2 separate regions of the Mus musculus genome follow, and region 2 is linked to region 1. Evidence: chromatin contacts called from public Hi-C data. All regions are on one chromosome and are shown on one strand. The core of a region is the stretch at or near the end of the contact, and the rest is flanking DNA. Distances in the headings are between cores, read along the strand shown.

Region 1 (5,227 bases), core at 254-2,753:
AATCAGTCCGTTCCTTTCTCAGTCTCAGTCTCGTTTTCCAGTTCACTCCAAGGAAAGCCACCATTCTACAGCCCCAGGACAGCGATGCTACTTTCACGGGCTTTTATTCAACGAATGGATTAAACTAAAAATCATAGTACTTCCACTCAGGTTAGTTTCCTAAATATTTGTCTCTATGAATAGATGATGGAGAGTAGCCATTTAATGTATCCTCTGAGTTCACACTTGTTACTTAGTGCCTCCAGCTGCAGAGGCTGCAAGTGGGCGGAGAACCTTGAGTTTAGGCAGTGCTACTGTGCTGCTTTTGAGCCAGTTAAAGTAACACACTCCAAAGTGGGTGTTGGAACCTGTTCAAATGTATTTACCTGTCATGCTACAGATTCACACAACTGTCCTCAGTTGGCTAATTTGAGGTATGTGCAGGCAGCAGTTGAATCTACTGCTGGCAAAGTTTCCATTATTCAGGTACATCTTAAGGGTCAAAAACACAAATAAGAGTAAACTTCTGTTATTTAAAAACTGGTGCTGTCTACTGGCATTTTAAGTAACTATTTTATCTGTCTCTTAGAATTATGTATCATTGTAACATTTATATTCTTGACTAGAATAATTTGATTTTTGGATGATCTGTAGAAATAAAAAATTATAAAAAGTTATAATTGTGTAAAACACTACCACTAAGAGACAACCTAGTGCTTTTAAAGACAGCTTAATTCACAGGCACACACTAATGTAGCACTAAAGCCCCATGTGTGGGAAGCCAAGTACCACAGCGAACATGATGATCCAGTCCCAATGGCTGAACAGCCAGCTTCCCATGGTCAAAAGAGCTGGGATGAGAACTACAGAGGTTCATGCCAGACCATACTAATGATCTCAGCAGTTTTATGATATAAGCATCCGTCAAGAGTGGCTGTTATGCACTCAGTAATTTGAAATTTAATTAAGAGGTGTAAAGACCTAATCTCAAATTTAACTAGCAAAACATACTTTCAGAATGTAGTGTTCTATGTGTTCTGCCTAGTGAGTCCTTCTGATACTTATCAGTACTGCTAATGGGAGTCTATTTGAAATAAAATAAAACACTAAGCCCTCTCATGTGGTGGTACTTTTTATCCTTAAAAACAAACAAGAAAACAACAACAACAAAAACAGTAACAAGTTTATATGAGACATGCCAGCACCTTCTTCCCCCTCCCAAATTATGTCATTTTCGAAGATGTTTTTACCTTCAACATCAGACTTTAAAAGCCCCATCTGGGCTTGTGAATGTATGTGCCAGTGTCTCTTCACAGGCATCTACATGGTTCCATTACCGGAGGGCTGGTGTGGAGAGCTGCTGTCTGTACCCTCGACCCTGTTCCCTGAGTGTTGTAGACTATGTTGCTAAGTGCTTTATGTTCTGTCTCGCAGGCCCAACCGCCCCTCTCCAGAGAAAGCGCTGCCTCACAGGAGAACAGCTGGGGCTGAGAGGAGCCGGTTGCTACTCAGAGGAGCTAGGGAGGTGAATTACTCTGATGGAGCCTCTGCTTTGTGCAGAGAAGAAAATTATGTGCCTGGCGAACACAGGAAGTGACAGCCCGAGATTTGCTTTTTTTCTCTTTTTCATAGGTTTTTGCATTCAAAACAGCAGAGTAAATATATATTCTGCTTGGAGGCATTTTGATAAATTCAATTAAATATGCTGCTGGGCTGTGAGAGTCTGTCTCTCTCTCTCTCTCTCTCTCTCTCTCTCTCTCTCTGTGTGTGTGTGTGTGTGTGTGTGTGTGTATGTGTGTGTATGAGAGAGAGAGATCAACCAGTATTTTTTTTTCAAAATTCTTCTTTTTCAAGATTTTTCCTATAAGTAGGTTAAAAGCTTTAATGAACTATATTCTCAGTTTTACCTAATTTTCTCTCTGGTCTGATTCTTAATAAGTCATTTTGAACAAATTGAGGTCAGTATTTTACACTTATACAAAGCATGTCATTTTTCTAAATGGAAATTTGAGTAAAGGTAGACTGCTTTTTGTTTCTGTACATTCAAGGTTGAGGAGTTTTAAAATCCACTTAATAAGCGAATGACAGAATATTTTTATAAATGAGAAGGTACAGTCTTCGTGAGCCATGTAGTCCAGTTCCGGGTGTGATGCAAAGTGGTCCTAAGTTAAACAGCTGTTTTGAATATGTAGCACTCCTGCTCCATGATCTCAGCAGCTGGAAGAAATTACTGTCCAGAGAGACATGTGCGTAATTTGAATTAAACAGATGCAGGCTGTGAAGGAAATCAAACAGCTCAGGGTAATAGACGCAAACAATATTACCAAAACTCCAAGGAATTTTTATTTGTTTATTCCTAATGATAGCAAATGGTGTCATCCTTGTGGCATGGCATATCTATACCCATGAAAGGTTTTGGCGCTTTACAAAAATCTAAAGTAGGGATGTCAATTCCTGAGGAAAAGTTACACACATATGCATTCATAGTTCTCCATTTGCCAGCACTTTTGATACAATGTATTGATTGGCATAGGAGAGTTTCCTTTACCCCCTCAGTGTCACATGCTTTCTCTTGTGCTCTATCCTGTGCAAAGGATATCAGAGCAATTGAGCTGTACTTGATGTGGGTGGCAAGGACCAAGGAAGATGGTTAAGGTAATATTTGTTTGAGAGTAACTTAAATGTCATTTCCAATTCAATATACGTTTGACCCACTTTAATGAGCAAAAGCCTGCACTTAAAACTGCACACTGTTCATACATGGGTCCAGATGGTGCCCTTTGGAATAAAAGCACTCTCAAACAGAGCTTCCCAGGGAGCCTCCACATGCCCTAATGTAACAACATTTCTCCCAGATTATGCCATTTAATGTCTGCAGCTTTTTGTGTCTTGTGCAATTTATGAAAGTGTGTACAATTCAGACACAAGATTGGTGCTCATGTATCAGGTGTTCTGAGGCCTAACTTGTGAATGGGACAGCCAGATTTTTGATACATTGTCACTCTCCTGGACTTAATCAGTATTTTTGATATTAAACAAAAATTGTAAATGTTGACAAACATTTGGGAATCAACATAGCAGTTCTTCCAACAGCTAAACATAGTGCCAGATGGCACCATAGGACCCAGCAATCCTGTGCCTATACGTGCCCCCCCCACAATGAACATGTGCACACCACCTATTCATAGCAGTATTGTTCATGCTGAGACATACAAATGTCTATCAATTCATGAATGGGTAAGTAAAATGTTATAGAAATATATGTGATATTATTTAGCAATTGAGTTAAATATTATAGACATGTATATGATGAGATATAACTTGGCAATTAAAATGAAACTGACTCATGCTGCTATTACAACATAAATAAGCAAGGAAGACATGTTAAGTCAAAGCAGGCAATCAGAAGCAATACAGAATTAATTATTGCATTCATACCAAATATCCAGACAGAAAAGGCAAACAAATGTACAGGCATGGAAATGAGATTATAGGTTGCGAGGGGCTAGGAGGAGGAGGAGGAGGAGGAAAAGATTGCTTTTGAGTTTGGGGTTTCCTTTTGGAATGGACAGAAATGCTCTAGAATAGATCCTGACGATAAACTTACAACTGTGCAGACACTAAGAGCACTAAGTGGGTCAATTGTGTGCCGTGTGAATTATGTATCAATAGAGCTGATAAGAATTATCAACACACATCACAAATGTTTCATTTTTGCTCTTTTATATGAGTCCAAGTCTACACTTGTCTTCTGTTTGAGTGGGTACTTTTTTATTTTAATTATTTATTTAAAAGCTCAAGCTCTTCGGAAGTGTTCAAAAAAGTGGTTTGCAGTCACCCCCCCCCCCAGATACCCAGCATTTCCAGGTGTGGTATGACTTCCATTTCAGACTCAGGACCGAACCCTAACTAACCCTTCCAGGCCACCAGAGAGATGCCTTGCTCCCAGGCTCCTGTGCCCTGCGTCTTCTTTCTTGAGTCTGTCCAGCTCCCTCCTGGCTCTCATTGCTTCAGTTTTCTTTCTGTTTTGCTATCTTCACAGCTCTTCCCAGGGGGCTCATACACTGACTAAGTGGCTGTCATAGCCTGTAACCCACTCCTTGTCATAAGGAGTTAGGACTTCTTCGATAGCACTTTTCGTAGCTCACAGGTATCATTTTGGGTCTATACTTCTTTCACAGCAAAGATTATATATTATTGTACCCCTGCATAGCCTACAATACCTATGACCTGGGCAGCTTTGAGCCTCAAGTACATAATCAGTGGTTCTCAACCTGTGGGTCACTACTCCCACAAAGGTCACACATCAGACATCCTGCATAGCAGATATTCTCATTACAGTTCACAACAGTACCAAAATTGTGGTTGTGTGGGAGCAGCAAAATAATTTTAGGGTTGGGGTCACCACAACATGAGAGACTGTTTCAAAGGGTCACAGTGTTAGGAAGGTTGACCACTATTGGTCTAAAGCAAAACTGCAAAGGTCAGTAAATTTGTTGAATAATGAACAAGAAAGAGTGTACAACAGAGAACATACACATGATGTGCAGACAATTCTTTAACCTAGTAGGAATCCGTTTTCTTGAGCCCCTCCATTTGGGGGAGGGGCTGAGAGGAGACCCAAGAGAGTAGGCAAGCACTCTATCCCTGGGCCACCAGGTCCCTTTTGCTTTTGTTCTGAGATGGATCTTGCTAATTGCTCAGAGAAACCTGGAACTTACAAATCCTCTTTTCCAAGCCTCACGAGTACCTGGGATTTGGAGCTGGTCACACCAGGCCTAATAAGTATGGCAGTACACAGCTATGATCTCAGTACTTAGGAGGATCAAGAGTTTGGAGTCAGACTGGACTATAGAGGGAAGCTGTGTCTCAAAACAATTGGGACAAAACAAAGCAAATCTAGACAAAACAAAACCACTTCTGAAAAAAAATAGCCAAGAATTTATTTTGAAGGAAAAAACACGTTGCAACAAATTTGATTTTGACTTTAGAAGTATTATGGCGGACAAGCTGGAGTGGTTAGCTAAATAAATAGTTTAAAGTCCATGGCATAAAGTAATGTACAGTTATAAATACAAGTACAGGGCAGACTACTCGGTGATGTTCTAATATACTAAAGACTATACAATGTGACTATAAGTATGTTATTAAAATTATAGTTTCATTTGTAGAAAAAATCCAATTCCTATGGAAGTATGAAATCATATGACCTCAGCCAGATCAAGATGCTGCAAAGGTGAGGACGGTC
Region 2 (5,098 bases), core at 1,330-3,829, 520 kb before region 1:
CCTTGTTTCAGCTTCTCCAGCCTTTCACCCACAAACACCCAGAGTTAGGGGTCACCTGGTGTCACCTTACAGGTATTGGACCCACTTGGAAGCAGATAGGGATGCTGTCTTGTCAAGCAAGCTGGCTTCAGTTTTGTCCTGCTTCACAGTGGGTACTGTGCTCCTTGCATTGAGGTGGGAGGAGCCTCCTGTGTGAGATGAGGACTGGATACCCTGATATCAAATAGGTACGCAGCCTTCAGATAATGTGGGGGTCTACTGTTACACACACTCCCGGGCTTGGGGTGAGTGATGGTTACAATTGGCAGGAAAGAGCCACTGCTCAAGCTGACTGTTGCCTTGCTGGCTTTAGTATCTGCTGTGACAGCAGGATCTATCCACCCTGCAGAGCTCTGTGAGGATGGATGGTCAGAACTGAGCCTTAGAATGTCATTCTTGTGGCTCCCCTTGACAGATGTCCTGGCCCAAACTTTCGGGGTATCAGCAATACCCTCATGGGGTAAGTCTGCCACTTGAGATTAGAATTAATGTCTCCTGGGCTTTGCGGCATTGAGAAATACCCAGCAAATCTCATGAAATATGAACTAGGAAAGGAGTTAAATATGCTCTAAGGGAAAAGCAGGAATCACCTTTCATTAATACTTTGAAAGAAATTAAAGACCCGGTCTATTAGCCTGGTGGAAGCTGTTGACGGTCGTGGGTGGATGTGAAGAAAAGTACAGATTCCCAGGGAAAGGCTGGGGGGCTGCCTAAGACAAAGGGATTCAAAGTGGGACCTGGACGCCATCCCACTCCACACCCCCTATGGAAGCATGCTCACCCGGCTTCCCTGGCTCTTGTTTACTCTGTGACACTGCGATCAGAATTTGTCACTCTGGGAGTTACATCTGATGTTACAGCCTGGAGCAGAGCTGAACCAAAATAAACAATCTGCTCTCTTCTGCTTAGACTAATAGGACAGTGATGTAAGGCCCTGCACTGAAGTGCTTCCCCTCCCAGCGCTGCGGCCCTCAGTGGAGCTACCGCGGGAGATGGGAAATGGGAAGTGGGGCTGGTTTCCAGTGCTGGGGAGGGTTGGGCAGGGCCGGTGGAAGTTTCACATTTGCCTTGGTCTGTACCCGGTGGAGTCACCAAGATGGGAGAGTGAGCTTTCAAGCTGCAGACGCCGAAGCCTTTTTCATTGAATTCTTCCTGAGCCTGGTGACCTCCGAGTCTGGATTCTGTGCACACGCAGACTAGCTGTGGGAGTTTTCATTATAACTCACAGAGAAGGTGGGCGGCTTGCAATGCCTGTAGGTTTAAGCTGCCCACAGAGGCATTTCCAGTTGTCTTAAACACTCCATACATGGCACACAGCGTGCGTGCGCACACACACACACACACACGCACGCACACACACACACACACACACACACACACACACACAGGGGTGAGGGCGGGCGCTGGGGAGGGAGAGATGCTTGCTAGCATTTGCCATTCTTGCTGGCTTTAGCCACTGAGACAACAGGCTCTAGACAGCGCTCCTACAATCGGCTTCAGGATGGATTTAGATCATCACTCTTCAAATTCTGTCGGGAGCACCAAGGGCTCTCTCCTGCCCTCCTCTTCCTGTCTCTCCACCTCTTCCTCCCATGACTCCCTCACCCCCTCTCTCTAACTCCCCACCATGTTCCAGGAATCTCATATTCACCTGTAGCACACACAGGCTCCTGATGCCAGTGATGTGAGTTCCCTAACCTGTTTTCAGCCCTGATGCAAGGGAGTTTCCATATATGATTGGGTTGAAACTGTCAGCCGAGTGGCCTGGATTGAGTCTGGCCTCGTACATGCAATCAGTGTACAGTTTTGTCATCTCATGCTCAGTGAAGTGTGAATGAGAACACAGTGAGCTTGCACGAACAAGAACGGAGGTAACATAGGTTCCCTTTGATAAACAGGTACTTTCAACCTTCAGCGTTTTCTCTGAGTTGTGAAGGATATGTGGTTTCAAGTCTCTGAGTGAGGGCTTTCTTCCCTCTGAAATAAACATTATGATCAGCTAAGATACCTGGGAGGAAAAAAATGTGGGAAGGAAGACTTCCCATCCACTTGTAAGCTCCTCTGGCCACTCCCTCCCCCGTCACATCCCTATGTCTGGGAGAGCTGTTCGGTTCCTAGCTTCTCAGGCTTTTCTGCTCCCAAGCTTCCATAGAGAGTGAAGCTATGTGAACCCCAGAGTTACTGATGCCACATCTGTGAATCGGGTGAGCCCATTCAACTGTGGATCTGGCTCGCCTTCCTCCAATGCAGTTCTCGCCCGCACCCCTGTGACAGTCAATGGCTCACACTATTAACTCATTCCTGCTCCCCCTCAGCCGTGCTTCTAGACAAATCGGGGCATGGGGGTAGGGGGTGGGTGTGGCACAGGGCAGCCAATTTGTTGGTGACATCCTAAGGGGAAAAAAAATGTGCTGTGGCCAGTCTTTTGTTCCAAGTGATGTCTCCTTCAAACATCCTCCAGCTTTCTGGATAGGCTGATGGAAAATTCCCTGGTCTGCAAGTCTGTGAGCTTTTCCATTCTTCAACTCAGAAAATGAATAAACAGGAAGAGAAGACAGAAAGAAAATACACCGTTCTGCCCCTAGGTGGGGCCACTGCCCACATGTGCCGCGTGTCGGTGCATTAAAATTCGCTTTTCTTGCAGTGAGGCCAAGTTCAGGTAGCAACGGAGAACTGATAATGTAAAATGAACTTTGAGCTGCTGTAAGAAAGTCTTCAGTCCCACGGACCTCACTCATAGGTCCTAGGACTCCTTGAATTCCCCTATTTGTCTTTTAAAACGTATGTCCTTATTCAAGCATAAACGGCTGGAAACACCCCAGCATCTGTTCTCGAAGGATGGGCTGTGGGCAATAAGAACCTAACAGCAGGGAGATAGTTTACAAAATATTTGGTCAAACAAAGGCGAATGTCAATCTGTCTGTCTGGGGGATAGGTGTGAGGATCCCAGAGCCACTAGCTGCAGCAATTTTGATTAAAGGAAGTATAGGAATAACTGCTCATACAGCTTTCAGCCTGTGAGTTCGACCTATAGTCTGTGGGGGCACATGAACCCCAGGATACCTATGAATGTAGCCTGGTACAGAATTACAAACTTCCTTAACACATTAGAGGGAGAGACTCTATTTTCTTACTGTCTTCGTGAATTGATTGTGTGGTTACAAGATGGAGGGTACATTTGATTGGGGTTGGGAGAAAGGAAGGCATGGCGGACAGGGTAGCTTGATGTTGGTGGCTGAGATGCCTCATCTCTGGAATGGGAAACAGAGAAAGTAGGATGTGCTACAGGCTTCTTCCTCTTTCCTTTCACTCTTTTTATTCACTCATGGGCTTTGCCCATAGAAAGGCTTTTCACTTCACTTTGCTATCACAGACACACCCAAGGTATGCTTCATTGATTCCCTGAGTGGTGTTTCTTAGTCCAACCGAGTGAACAAAGTCAACCTAACATACCAGGATATTAAGAAATTTGTTCAGGGCTGGAGAGATGGCTCAGGGATTAAGAGAACTTTCTGTTCTTGCAGAGGACCTGATTTCTGCTCCCAGCCTCACAGTTACCTAGAGCTGCAGCTCCTGGGGCATGTCACACCTCTGGCTTCCGTGGGTACCTGCACTGGTAGTCAGGTACAACCCTTTATGGAGACAAAAGGATAAACAGCAGTGTGGAGGGGTGAGAAATGGCAGGAAGCACAGGGAGGAATCTGTTCAATATACAATATATACTTTAAAGTCTGAAACCTTTAGACATGAAAGAAAGAAATTTCTCTGAAATGATCCCATAAACTCTTAACACATGATCAAATTCTAAAACCTCAGCTTTAGCCCTAAAAAAAAAAAAAAAAAAAAAAAAAGCCACAAAGGTGCCTGCTCACGGGAGGCCTTGGGACTGGATCTGTGCCCCTCATGGTCCAGAAAGACTTGGGTGACCACCCCAGAACACCTACATTTGACCTTGTCCTTCCAGCCCCTGGCACTATAGAATCCATTCTCATTATTCCTCCCTAGCAAGGCTGTCCTGGGCTGTCCTTATGTGAAATGTTCTCTAGACCCAGTCTAGATGGCAGCCCACAACTCAGAAATATCTCTAGTCATCTTTCTTCTTCACCCTGGTGCCATCAGAGCCCTGCAGAGCGGGGACCAGTGGCCTTGCTAATCTGCTGCAGGACAGTGACATGGCTGTTACACTGCTGTAGAACTGCAGTCCTAGAGCGAATGGCACAGTGGGTACTCTCTTCACGGACATGGTAAGAGTGAGCTGTGACAATGGAGGAGTGCAGGGGCGGCAACCAGAGTGACCAGGCAGCATGCCCTAAGTGCAACATCTCCAGAGCTTGAAGTGATACACTGGAGCTGTACCGGGCCTGGGGTGGGACAGTGCTGCAAGTCAGCGGAGAAACAGAGAGAACAAAGCCACAAGAGAAAGAGATGGGAGAAGGAGCCCCGTTATCAGGAAACCATTGTCGACACGAGCTATGGTGCCTCTCAGAGGGGATCTGGGGAACCTGGCTCCGAGGGCAGCAAGGGTTCAATGGGAAGAGATGGAATGAAAGGGAGACTTTGAGGGAGGCTGGGGGCTGGACCACCAGAGCAAGGAATGGCAAGAAAGAGTAAGGACAGTCAGTGCACATGAGGCGTTGAACATGTGGCCAGCCTGTGGAGGATGCTGGAATAGGCAGGGGAGGGACTCTGTGGAAGGTTCACTGCAGTCAGAAAGTGAATCATGGGAAAGCACTCTTCCACGGTGACAGATTGTAGAAAATATTTCATCTCAATTGGGGCTTCTAAAACTCCATCTGACCATTTAGTTCCTGGATAAAAGGCACACATGACCTTTATGTTTACAATGAGCTTTAATTAGCACAAGAGCTGGACAGATATCTAACCTCTATGCTAGCATGTCTATTTCTCAGCCAATAAGTCCATTATAAAATTTGCCATGTTTTGTCTGGGCTGCTCTTAACTTCAATTAGCCAGCCCACATGGCCATTATTTTAAGCTTCTTATCCCATGGTGCCTTCTCCTCTCCCTACCTTCTTCCCCCAACGGCCCCACCCCCTTT

The links. Hi-C and Micro-C count contacts between places; a contact is called where the count stands out from the background.
Region 2: a contact with region 1 is called in a Hi-C map of cortical neurons, with 2.2 times the contacts expected there. The contact joins two enhancer-like sites. A contact is called at or near these places in 11 of 484 Hi-C or Micro-C datasets (the N1E-115 cell line, cerebellar granule neurons, cerebellum and 5 more) and 1 of 115 datasets of contacts at active chromatin or transcription factors (embryonic basal ganglia).

Annotation. Positions count from the first base shown.
Region 1 is chr17:11,084,242-11,089,468 of GRCm38.p6, reverse strand. The region is part of intron 2 of Prkn (parkin RBR E3 ubiquitin protein ligase); the gene reads right to left. Among named protein-coding and RNA genes, the nearest start is that of Gm41526, 47 kb to the left of the region's middle. Within about 2 kb of position 1,503, at least 29 of the 459 cell types and tissues checked have an H3K27ac peak or open chromatin away from gene starts, as enhancers often do. A contact at or near this core is called in cortical neurons, where this site is marked.
Region 2 is chr17:11,609,177-11,614,274 of GRCm38.p6, reverse strand. All of the region lies in intron 6 of Prkn (parkin RBR E3 ubiquitin protein ligase), which reads right to left. Among named protein-coding and RNA genes, the nearest start is that of Gm41525, 53 kb to the left of the region's middle. Within about 2 kb of position 2,579, at least 14 of the 459 cell types and tissues checked have an H3K27ac peak or open chromatin away from gene starts, as enhancers often do. A contact at or near this core is called in cortical neurons, where this site is marked.